2 separate regions of the Cricetulus griseus genome follow, and region 2 is linked to region 1. The links are chromatin contacts, called in public Micro-C maps. All regions are on one chromosome and are shown on one strand. Each heading gives the region's core, a stretch centred on a gene start, on an enhancer-like site or on the middle of the called end of the contact. The rest is flanking DNA. Distances are from core to core; before and after follow the strand shown.

Region 1 (5,160 bases), core at 1,042-3,541:
AAAACCCCAAAGTGGCACTGGGGGAGGTGAGCAGTCCCCAATATTTGGGGTCTTGTGATTCCTCTTCCCCCTACAAGGGGCTGTTTAGATGATTTCTGTGAAATCGAGCCCACTTGACTGTTTCTGTGAAACGCCCTAGAAACCGCTAACTCTCTCCTACTTGGATCAGCCATGATCACCTCCCCAGACTCTGTCTTACACTCCCAGAAACTCCAATGGAGCCTCCGTGGGATTTGAGGCATCCCAGGACAATCCCACCAGGGCTCTTCCCCAGGACCCACACCCCTGAGATGTCAGAAAGGCCCTCTGAGATTAGCGTGCCCTGAGACCTGGCTGCATTGTCATTTAGAACTCGGTGTCCCAGACCCTAGCCTTCCCTGTGAGTTGTTGTTCTCTGTCTATGTATCACTGTAGCTCCCCATTAAACTCGATTTGGCCTCAAGCTGTGTGTTGTCATTCAAAGTGGGGGGCACTGGTGCCCCTCTGAGGGGCCACATTTGGATAATGTAAAGGCTGGGGAGTCCAGAGTCAAGACACCATCAGAGCTAATGCCTGATAAAGATATCAAATTCTGTTTTTTAGATGGCTATCCCTTCCTGCTACTGACATTTGCCAGCATCTAGTACCCAAGCCCCTGTGTAAAATGTGAGAAGACCGGCTGGGTGTGGTGGTGGCACACACCTTTAATCCCAGCACATGGGAGACAGAATCTGTCTCTGTGAGTTCAAGGCCAGCCCTGTCTATATAGTGAGTTCTAGGACAGCCAGAGCTGCATACTGAGATCCTGTCTCAAACAAAACAACAAAAGATGTGAGAAGATTTCAAAGCTAGGTAGCTTGTCAGGCTGGGGGTGTGGCTCAGTAGAGCCCCTGCCTAGAATCCCCCAGTGAGGGGCTGGGGGCGTGGCTCAGTGGTAGAGCCCCTGCCTAGAATCCCCCAGTGAGGGGCTGGGGGCGTGGCTCAGTGGTAGAGCCCCTGCCTAGAATCCCCCCAGTGAGGGGGCTGGGGGGGCGTGGCTCAGTGGTAGAGCATCTGCCTAGAATCCCCCAGTGAGGGGGCTGGGGGTGTGGCTCAGCAGTAGAGCCCCTGCCTAGAATCCCCCAGTGAGGGGCTGGGGGCGTGGCTCAGTGGTAGAGCCCCTGCCTAGAACCAACCTGGAAGGGACTCGGCATGCCTCATTGGCAGACTATTCCCTCTCTTGGCAGGCATGGTGGTGCACACCTTTAGCCATAGCATTTAGGAGGCAGAGGCAGGCAGATCTCTGAGTTCAAGGCCAGCCTAGTTTAACTAGCAAGTTCTAGGACAGCCAAAACTACATAATGAGACCTCGTCTGAAAACAAACAAAAACACTATATTCCATCTCTAGCCCTGGCCAAAAACCAGTCAAACAAAAAATTGGGGGATTGTGGCACACTTGTGTAATTCCACAGCTCAAGTTTAAGTCAAGCCTGGACTATAGAGAAAATACTTACCTCATTTTATTATTTTAAAATTAAAAGGAGAGGGAGAGAGAGGGGGAAAGAAAAGAAAGGAAGGAAGGAAGGAAGGAAGGAAGGAAGGAAGGAAGGAAGGAAAGAAGGAAGGAAGGAAGTCAATTCTGGGGTATCACGCCCACTTCCTGCTCTAACCTAACACCCCTCAACTGATGACAAGCAGGAGCTGATATGTAAAATACCCCGGGCCCCTCATCTCCTTGTTGCATTAAAACCCTCAAGTGCAGGCTTGCTGAGGCTCCCCGAATCCTCAGCAGAATCAAACCCTGGCTCCCGAAACACTAGGTAACACAGCTTTCTTCCCTGGCCTCCCCTGGCTGCGGCTATTCTAGCCTCCCTATTGGTAGTCTCTCCCTGTTAAAGGCCTTCAGATGTTCTCAGCATCTGCATCCAGAGAAACTCAAACCAAGACAGGACATCCACCAAGCCTACTTCTCAGATTCGCCCTGTAGCCCTTGGTCCATTTACCCCATTGAGTTACCCAGACTCGATACTCCAGAAAGCCCCTTTGCCCACAGGAGTCCTCCTGCCTATGGACTCTCTTGGACCACAAACCAAGTCATGTACAAGGGTTTGTTCTGTCCCCTTGACTGGATTAGGAAACATTCAGGAGATGAAGCACAGCTCTGGGTGTGTCTGAGAGGGTGTTTCCAGAGAAGTGGTGGTGAGTGCTCTGAGGGAATGAGTTGACACACTCTTTGAGAGATTCATTAGGTCATCAGAGATATGTCCCTGGGGGCTATGCCCTGCCCTGGCCTCTTCCTACTACCTCTTTTCCAGCTCCTTGTTAGTCATGAAGAAGCTTTTCTGCCATCTGCTCCTAGTGCCTTGACAACTCTGACTCACAGAGCATCTGTGGACCAAATCATCTGAAACCATGAGCCAAACACTTCCCTTAGGCTGCTGCTCACGGGCCCCAGAAGGAAAGTAACTACTATACCACGTTAGTGCATTTTAGGCCATGGGGCTTCAAACACAACCTCACGATGCCTGTGGGCTCTGCAGTCTGGACTGGGCTCAGCAGGATGCATCTTGCTTTGGTCACTATTACGGCCAGAGTCACCTGGGAGCTTATGCTGGAACCCAACACTGAATCAGTCACAGGTATGATAAATGAGAATTGGCAACTGTTGGATAAACCAAGAATCTCTTCGTGTGGTCCGGGAGGGCAGGTGGGTCTCTCCATGGTGAGTTCCTAGTTAGGGGCACTATTGCTGTGACAAAACACCATGCAGGACCAAAAGCAACCTAGGGAGGAAAGGGTTTGTTTGACTTAGACTCCCATGTCCCTGTTGTTCATCACTGAAAGAAGTCAGGACAGGAACTCAAGCAGGGCAGGATCCTGGAGGCAGGAGCTGATGCAGAGGCCGTGGAGAGTGCTGCTTACTGGCTTGCTTCTCATGTTTTGCTCAGGCTGCTTTCTTATGGAATGCCAGACCATCAGCCCAGGAGTGGCACCACCCACAAGGGCTGGGCCTGTCCCTATCAATCACTAACTAAGAAAATGCTCTACAGGCCTGCCTCCAGCTTATCTTGTGGAAGTGTTTTCTCAGTTGGGTTTCCCTCCTCTCAGATGACTCTAGCTTGTGTCAAGTTGACTTAAAACTAGCCAGCATTGTGACTATGGGTTCCAAGAGACAGCGTCTTGAGAGGAAACAGTCCTGCTTGCATCAGACTTGCTGATATCCCATTGACCAAAGTCACATGACCGAGTCAGGTGTGGTGGTACACACACACACCTATCATCCCAGCTCTTGGGAGGCTATGGCAGGAGGATCAGGAGTTCAAGGGGATGGGGGAAAACTGGAGGGCAGAGTTCCCAGGGCCAAGTGTTGTCTCCCATGTCAGCTGCCTCATACCAGTGTGTGTGTTCCTGGAGGTGGTGATATTGTGACTGGCCCATGAAGAACTCAAACAACTGTGTTGTGCTTTGTATAAGAAATTACCTGCAATTGGGAATCCCTTGTGCAGTCGATTGTTCAATATAGTTTAGGGACCCTGTTTAAAACAAAAACAAAAACAAAACTTCAGTTTAGAAAGAAAGCTATTTTAGGGGCACAAAGCATCAGAAGAGCAATGGCAAAATGTTTTACTGATGGCATTTGTGGTAGTTTGAATGTAACTGGACTCCATAATCTCTTAGGGAGCAGCATTAGTAGGTGAGGCTTTGTTGGCGTGGGTGTGGCCTTATTAGAGGAAGTGCATCACTGTGGGGGTGGGCTTTGATGTAGGCGGAATATTCTGTCCCTCCAGCAAGCCCATTTAATCACACAGAGATGTATTATTAATTATAAATGTTTGGTCGATAGTTTAGGCTTGTTACTTACTAGCTCTTACAGATTAATTGACCCATATTTCTTATATACTTTCTACCACACGGCTCAGTTCCTTCCTCTCCCTGCCTAGCTCTTTATTTATTTATTTAGGTTTTTCAAGACAGGGTTTCTCTGTGTAGCTTTGGAGCCTGTCCTGGCACCGGCTCTGTAGACCAGGCTGGTCTCGAACTCATAGAGATCCACCTGCCTCTGCCTCCCGAGTGCTGGGATTAATGGCATGTGTCAACAATGCCCGGCTGGATTTTTGTTTGTTTGTTTTGTTGCTGTTTTTTTCTTTTTCTTTTTCTTTTCTTTTTTTTTTTTTTGTGCCTAGCTCTTTATTAAACCAACAAGAGCCACACATCTTCACAGTGTACAAAGGATTATTCCACAGTACTTTGAGGTTTCCTATGGTCATTATACAGCCTAGTGTCTCAGTCAACTTTTTCTGTTGCCTGCAAGACAGAGGGCTCTCAGCTCTCATCTGCCTGCACGCAGCCAAGCTCCCCACCATGGTGATAATGGGACTGAACCTCTGAAACTGTAACCCAGCCACCCCAATTAGATGTTTTTCCTTCATAAGAGTTGCTTTGGTCATGCTGTCTCTTCACAGCAACAGAAACCCAAACTAAGACAGTATTGTTTTAGAATTTAGATTTTTTTTTTTTTTTTTTGCCGGGCGTTGGTGGCACATGCCTTTAGTCCCAGCACTCAGGTGGCAGAGGCAGGAGGATCTCTGTGAGTTCAAGGCCAGCCTGGTCTACAGAGCGAGTGCCAGGACAGCCTCCAAAGCTACACAGAGAAACCTTGTCTCGGAAAAAAACTAACTAAATAACTAAATAAATAAATAATAGAATTTAGATTTTTTAATTGTATGTGTGAGAGAGTGTGGGGCCCATGGAGGCCAGAAAAGGGCATCAGATTCCCTGGAGCTGGAGTTACACATGGCTGTAAGTTGCCTAACATGGGTGTTGAGAACTAAACTTGAGTCTTCTAGAAGAACAAGACGTGCTCTCAACAGCTGAGCCATCTCTCCAGCCCCTAATAACAGTATTTAAAAATTAATAGACAGAGGCTTGGCATGGTGGTACAAGCCTTTGACTCCAGCACTGAGGAGACAGGGGCAGGCAGATCTCTGTGAGTTTGAGACCAGCCTGGTCTACACAGTAAATACCTCTCAAAAAAAACCAAGTTCATAAGCAGGGCTGGTGAGATGGTTCAGCCAGCAAAGGGACTTGCTGCCAAGCCTGATGACCTTGAGTTCCATACCCAGGACCCACAGCAGGGAAGGAAAGCACCGACACCTACAACTTCCCCGTGAAGCCTGGGGTGTATGCCGACACATACAAAA
Region 2 (5,160 bases), core at 766-3,265, 55 kb before region 1:
AGTGTGAGGACGGCCATCGCGGGTAGGGGTGGCCTGCGGAGAAGAAGGGAGGTGATATAGGGCTGGCTGGGGCTGCAGGGGGTTGGGGTGATCTGAAACTGGGAGAGATGGTCCTAACACACTCCGGGAGGGAGGGACGATCGGAGAGAGGAGGGGTCAGAGAGGTGTCATGAAGGCAGAGGGTCAAGCATGACCACTGATGCTCAGGAAGCTGGCTAGAGATGGGCACAGGTGGGCAGAGAATAGAACAGCTGGGCACGGCGGAAAGAGAAGAGAGGTGGGCAGGTGGCAAGGGCCCTCAGAAAAGGTGTGCCCCTGGAGGAAAGGAGAGCAAAGACGGGGAGCAGGTCAGAGGCGGGCCCATCTAGGGCTGGGCAGAGAGAGAGACAAAAGAGTTTTGATCTGGTCAAAAGCCAGAAGCTGGCAGGAGAGATGTAGCTGGGAGAAAAGTCAGAACTGGCTTAGTGAAGCCACAGACCCAGCCTCGGAGCCAGGGGTGGGCAAAGGGTTAGGAAGCCAGAGGACCAGAGAGACAGAAGCGTCAGTGAGAATCTGTGGACAGATGGGACTGGATCTGTGTGTCAGAGCTGGTCAGAGGAAAAGTGAGCAGAAATGGTCACTGAGAGGAGAGAGGTGGAGAAAGCTGACCAGAGAGGGCAGATGCGGACAGAGGGTAGGTACTGGGTGGTCAGACGGTGAGAAGCTCCAAGGGTGGAATCAGAGAAATGGAATGCCATCAGCTGGGCCAAGGAGGTCAGAGACGGGCAGAGCTGGCCATGGGCCCAGAGTGTTGGAGACACACTCATGGGACAGACTTTTTCCAAGGAAAACCCCTAAAAATGTCACAGGGCACCTCGCCCTCACCTACCTGTAGCCCAAGTGACTCCACCCCCACACACAAGTCCCTTCCCACCATGGGTGTCTCTCAAAGGCCTTACCTGAGCTGGAAGCCACCCCAGGGAGCAGACTCCTCAGGCTCCAGGGGGGTGAGAGGTCAGAACTCCGGAGGGGGCATCTGGTTAAGCTGCTCCTGCCCGGAAGGCCTCTGTGGAGGAACTGTCCTGTTTCAGCTCAAGTCTGTGGCTATGGAGTCTCCAAACTTTATGCTTGGGGTCCCATGCCACTAAATTGGGCCTCTAGGGTCCAGTTTTAGAGACCAAGGCCCCAGCAGTTGTTCTGATCAGGCTCTCTCAGTGTCAGGCTTAAGACACCCAACAGCCAGATGGAGAAGTTTAGGGTCTGAGTCCCAAGTCCAGCATGGAATCCGATATTGGGATCCTGTTGAGATTTTAGGGTGCCGACTCAAGACTTGGAGGTCTCTAGCCCCAGATTTCAGCACTCAGGTCAGGTCTGCAGCAAGGACTTCAGGCCCCTCGGAATTCCATGGTTCAAATCTTGGAACTGAAGGCCTAAATCCCAGGGTTTAGTTCTTAAAACAGTGGGGTCCCAGGTATAGATTTGGGGATTCGCTCCCCGATGTCAAGGTATCAGCCAGACAATTCAGAGTTCAGCTCCAAATTTGGGGGCTTAGATGCCGAATCGTGGGGTCCCAGCTCCAAATCTTGGGGTCCATGTTCCAAAACCATGGGGTTCAGTGTCCAAATCTTGGGGTCCCAGGCATGGATGTCGGCATCCCAGCCCCCAGATATTGAAGCTCAATGTCCAGGTCTTAAGGTTCCATGGCAGGATCCTCAGGGTGCCGATCCCAAATCGGGGTCCCACGCTCGGGGGTTTCGGGATCTCTGGATCCGATCGCCGGCTGCAAGCGCCCCCCGATGTCGGGGTGCCGGCCCAGGGTCTGGGACAGGAGCGGCGCTGATGGATTCGTGGCCTGCGGAGGGAACTGACCCAATAAGAGGGGGTCTCTGCTGCGGCGGGGAGGGGGCAGCCGGGCAGCTCTAGGGCCGGGGTGGGGCGAGGCCTGGGCGCGGACAGACGGACAGACAGACAAGACGGGGCCACGCGGGGATCCCGGCACCGCAAGGCGGCGGGGCGCAGGGGGAGGGCGCGCTCAGAGACCCTGGCGGGGGCGCGGCCCGGGTGCTCCCGCGGCCTCCTCCTCGCCGGGAACCCGGGCGCCGTCGCGCGTAGTAGGCAGCCCCCTCCCCCCTCCTCCCTCCTCCCTCCTCCCTCCTCCCTCCTCTCAGAGGCGCGCCCCTAGCACCACCCACCATGGAGTCGCCCTGGAGCTGCTGGGAATAAGAATATCCCTGAATAAAGACAGACTAGGGACACTGAGGCCAAGAGACCGAGCTACAAGAAGATAGAGGCTGGCAATAGGTACAGCTTAGGCTGAGAGCCTGGAGCAGAATGGGGGGGACACAGAAATGTATTGAAGGAGAGAGGTGGGTACCCAGCAACGGACAAGGCAAGGACAAGTCAGAGACATGCTCTGTCTATGTATCTTTGTATGTATGTATGTATGTATGTATGTATCTATCTATCTATCTATCTATCTATCATCTATGTAATCTCTCTGTTCCCCCCACCGCCCCCATATGCAGTACCTGAGCAACTCGGTGTCAGTACCCATACATATCCTTGTACACAGCCCCCCTCCTTAGATGCCCACACATCTGCCTCCCAGCCCTCTGCTTCAGCACCGTCTTCACAGGAAGCCTTCTTACCCCGGTTCTGTCCAATAACAGGTTTGTTCTTGTAGGCAAATGGGTATCATTTCACTGGCTGGAAGGAGGGAAGTTGACACTAAGAACCATGTCTTCTGGGATTGGGGGCAGAGCTCAAGACACAGTGACCAGAGGCCCTGTAGTAGAGAGGGAGAAAAGATAGGAAATGGGTCAGAGTCCCAAGGTGGACAGGTTGACCCACCCCCCCAGAAGACCCTGGTCAGATTTGTGTGGACACATAACTCCAGAGGACAGTGTTGGGGGACAGGGGAAGCAGAGGTGGGTGGTCCCACACTCTTCTGGCAGATAGTGTTTCAGGAGGAAGGGTATGGATGATGCCCCATGAGCCTGGTCTGGAAACTCGACTGTAAGCACGTGGGGGAGCATGGTCTCCCAGAAGCCCTGTTGCAAAGGAGACACACACAACCTGGGTGACCTGAGGTAGGCTCAGAGCTAAGAAGCCATCTGAGCAGAGTAGAGTGACCTTGGAGGTGGTGTGTGAATGGCCATCCACCCTGGAACTTCCCAGCTCTGCTGAAGGGGTTTCAGAATACACTTTTGACTCCTTCCAATTACGTCTATTGAAAAATTGCAGCTAAAATTAACTCAGCCCTGGGGCCCGCCTTTCCAGATCATTAGCAAAGTTCATCAACACGCCTTGCCCAGCACAGCGGATGCTGGACATTCAAAAGCCCGGGAAGAAGCTTCAGGGGCTTCAGAGACACTGTGGAGATGCTGGGACTGCGGGAGACATGGAAGCCATCCCGAGAGTGGGAGAATTCAGCATACTGGCAGACCGAGGCAGGAAAGAGGGACGAGTTCAGAAGGAAAGAGAAACAGTGTAGAAATGCTTTGGTGGGCACCAGGTTACCTTTCTGGCCAGCGGGGGCTCAATCCTGCTGCAGAACTTTACAGAACCTTCAGAACATGTCAGGATTGCAGAGCTAGTGAGGCTGATCCGGGGTCCACATTTGGAGGTAAGGTGGAATAAACCAGGGCCATCTGTAATGTGCACAGAACTGTCCACCACAGCTTTGCTGAAGCCTGGTGGGTGAAGGGGATACAGCAGCCCACATATCCAGGAAACAGGGAGGCTTGAGCAAGGATGCTGCCATCAGGTCCGCAGTCGCTGTCATTGTTGGCCACGGTGACATAGCTAACACTTGCGATGGTCAGTTTTGACTGTCAGTCTGATGAATTTAGACATGCTCCTGCGAGGCTAGAGTGGTTAAGAGCACTTGCTGCTTTTGCAGAGAACTGTGATTGGGGTCCCAGCACTTACAAGATAGCTTGCAACCATTTGCAACTCTAGTCCCAGGCATCAGATGCCCTCTTCTACCCTCTGCAGGTACCAAGTATGCACATACATACATATAGACAAAACACTCACGTAAAAATAAAATAAAATAAAAAGGGAGGGGCTGGAGAGATGGCTCAGCAGTTAAGAGCATTGGCTGCTCTTCCGGAGGACCCGGGTTTGAATCCCTGCTCCCGCGTGTCAACTCACAGGTTTCCATAACTTCAGTCCCAAGGGATCTGATGCCTTCATCCAGTCTCTGCAGAAGCTACATGCACCATGGTGCACAGATGTACATACATAAAAATACACATAAAAATAAAGAAAATATATTTTTAACATTAAACATAAACACAGCTTTAAAAGAAAAATTCCCAAGAGCCAGGCGTAAGGGCAATTGCAGCAATCCCTGCAATCCCAGCCCTCAGGAGACCTAAGCAGAAAGACCACTGGTTTGAAGCCTGGACCTCATAAATCCTGCCTCAAAAAAAGTAAATAAGCCAGGCTGTGGAGGCACACACCTTAATCCCAGCACTCGGACCCCAGGAGGATCTCGATGAGTTCAAGGCCAGCCTGGTCTACTTGCAAGTTCTAGGATGGTCAGAGATAAAGGAAGAAGAGAAGGAGGAGGAAGAGGAAGAAGAAAAGGACAAAAGAGATAAAAATAAAGAAATGTAGCTATCTATGGTGCCTCTTATCTCTAATTCCAGCACTTGAGAGCCTGAGGCAAGAGGACTGCTGAGAGTTCAAAGCCGGCCCGAGCAGCATAGGGATTCCCGGGCCATGCGGGAGATCCTGGCTTCAAAAGAGCCACTAAGAGATTGGGTCAGTGTGCTGGTGATGGTCCAGCTTCAGGAGAGGTCCCATCCCCTGAAGATTCCACATTTGAGTGGATGATTAGAAATATGGGTGGAGTTGTGAGAGATGAGGTCTGGCTGGAGGAACGAGGTCCTTGAGCCTCTCATGGGGGCTGTATCTCGCCTTCTGCTTTCGTTACAGCTCTGAAGTTTCCTGTCTACCATTCTGTGGGCCGTTTCTCTTTGGTTCCTGTCAGTATTTTTTTCACCTTGATGATGCCCTGCTGAACAAATGGGGCCAAAATATTGAGCTCTTTTTGTTTGTCGTTTTGCTTTTTGAGACAAGGTTTCTCTGTGTAGCCTTGGCTGTCCTGAAACTCGCTCTGGAGACCAGGCTGGCCTCAAACTCAGAGATCCACCTGCCTCTGCCTCCCGAGTG

What was found. A called contact is a pair of places that touch in the nucleus more often than the background predicts.
Region 2: a contact with region 1 is called in a Micro-C map of the CHO-K1 cell line, with 2.8 times the contacts expected there. The contact joins the promoter of LOC113837366 here to the enhancer-like site in region 1. A contact is called at or near these places in 2 of 8 Hi-C or Micro-C datasets (the CHO-K1 cell line and liver).

What each region holds. Positions count from the first base shown.
Region 1 is chr9:5,400,827-5,405,986 of CriGri-PICRH-1.0, reverse strand. Nfkbid (NF-kappa-B inhibitor delta) reads left to right here. Exons shown (of 11, transcript XM_027431271.2): 11 at 1-442. Among named protein-coding and RNA genes, the nearest start is that of Nfkbid, 9.7 kb to the left of the region's middle. Within about 2 kb of position 2,291, at least 2 of the 6 cell types and tissues checked have open chromatin away from gene starts, as enhancers often do. A contact at or near this core is called in the CHO-K1 cell line, where this site is marked.
Region 2 is chr9:5,455,898-5,461,057 of CriGri-PICRH-1.0, reverse strand. LOC113837366 (leucine-rich repeat and fibronectin type-III domain-containing protein 3) reads right to left here and starts at 2,015. Exons shown (of 3, transcript XM_027431275.2): 1 at 939-2,015; 2 at 1-33. The coding sequence starts at 17.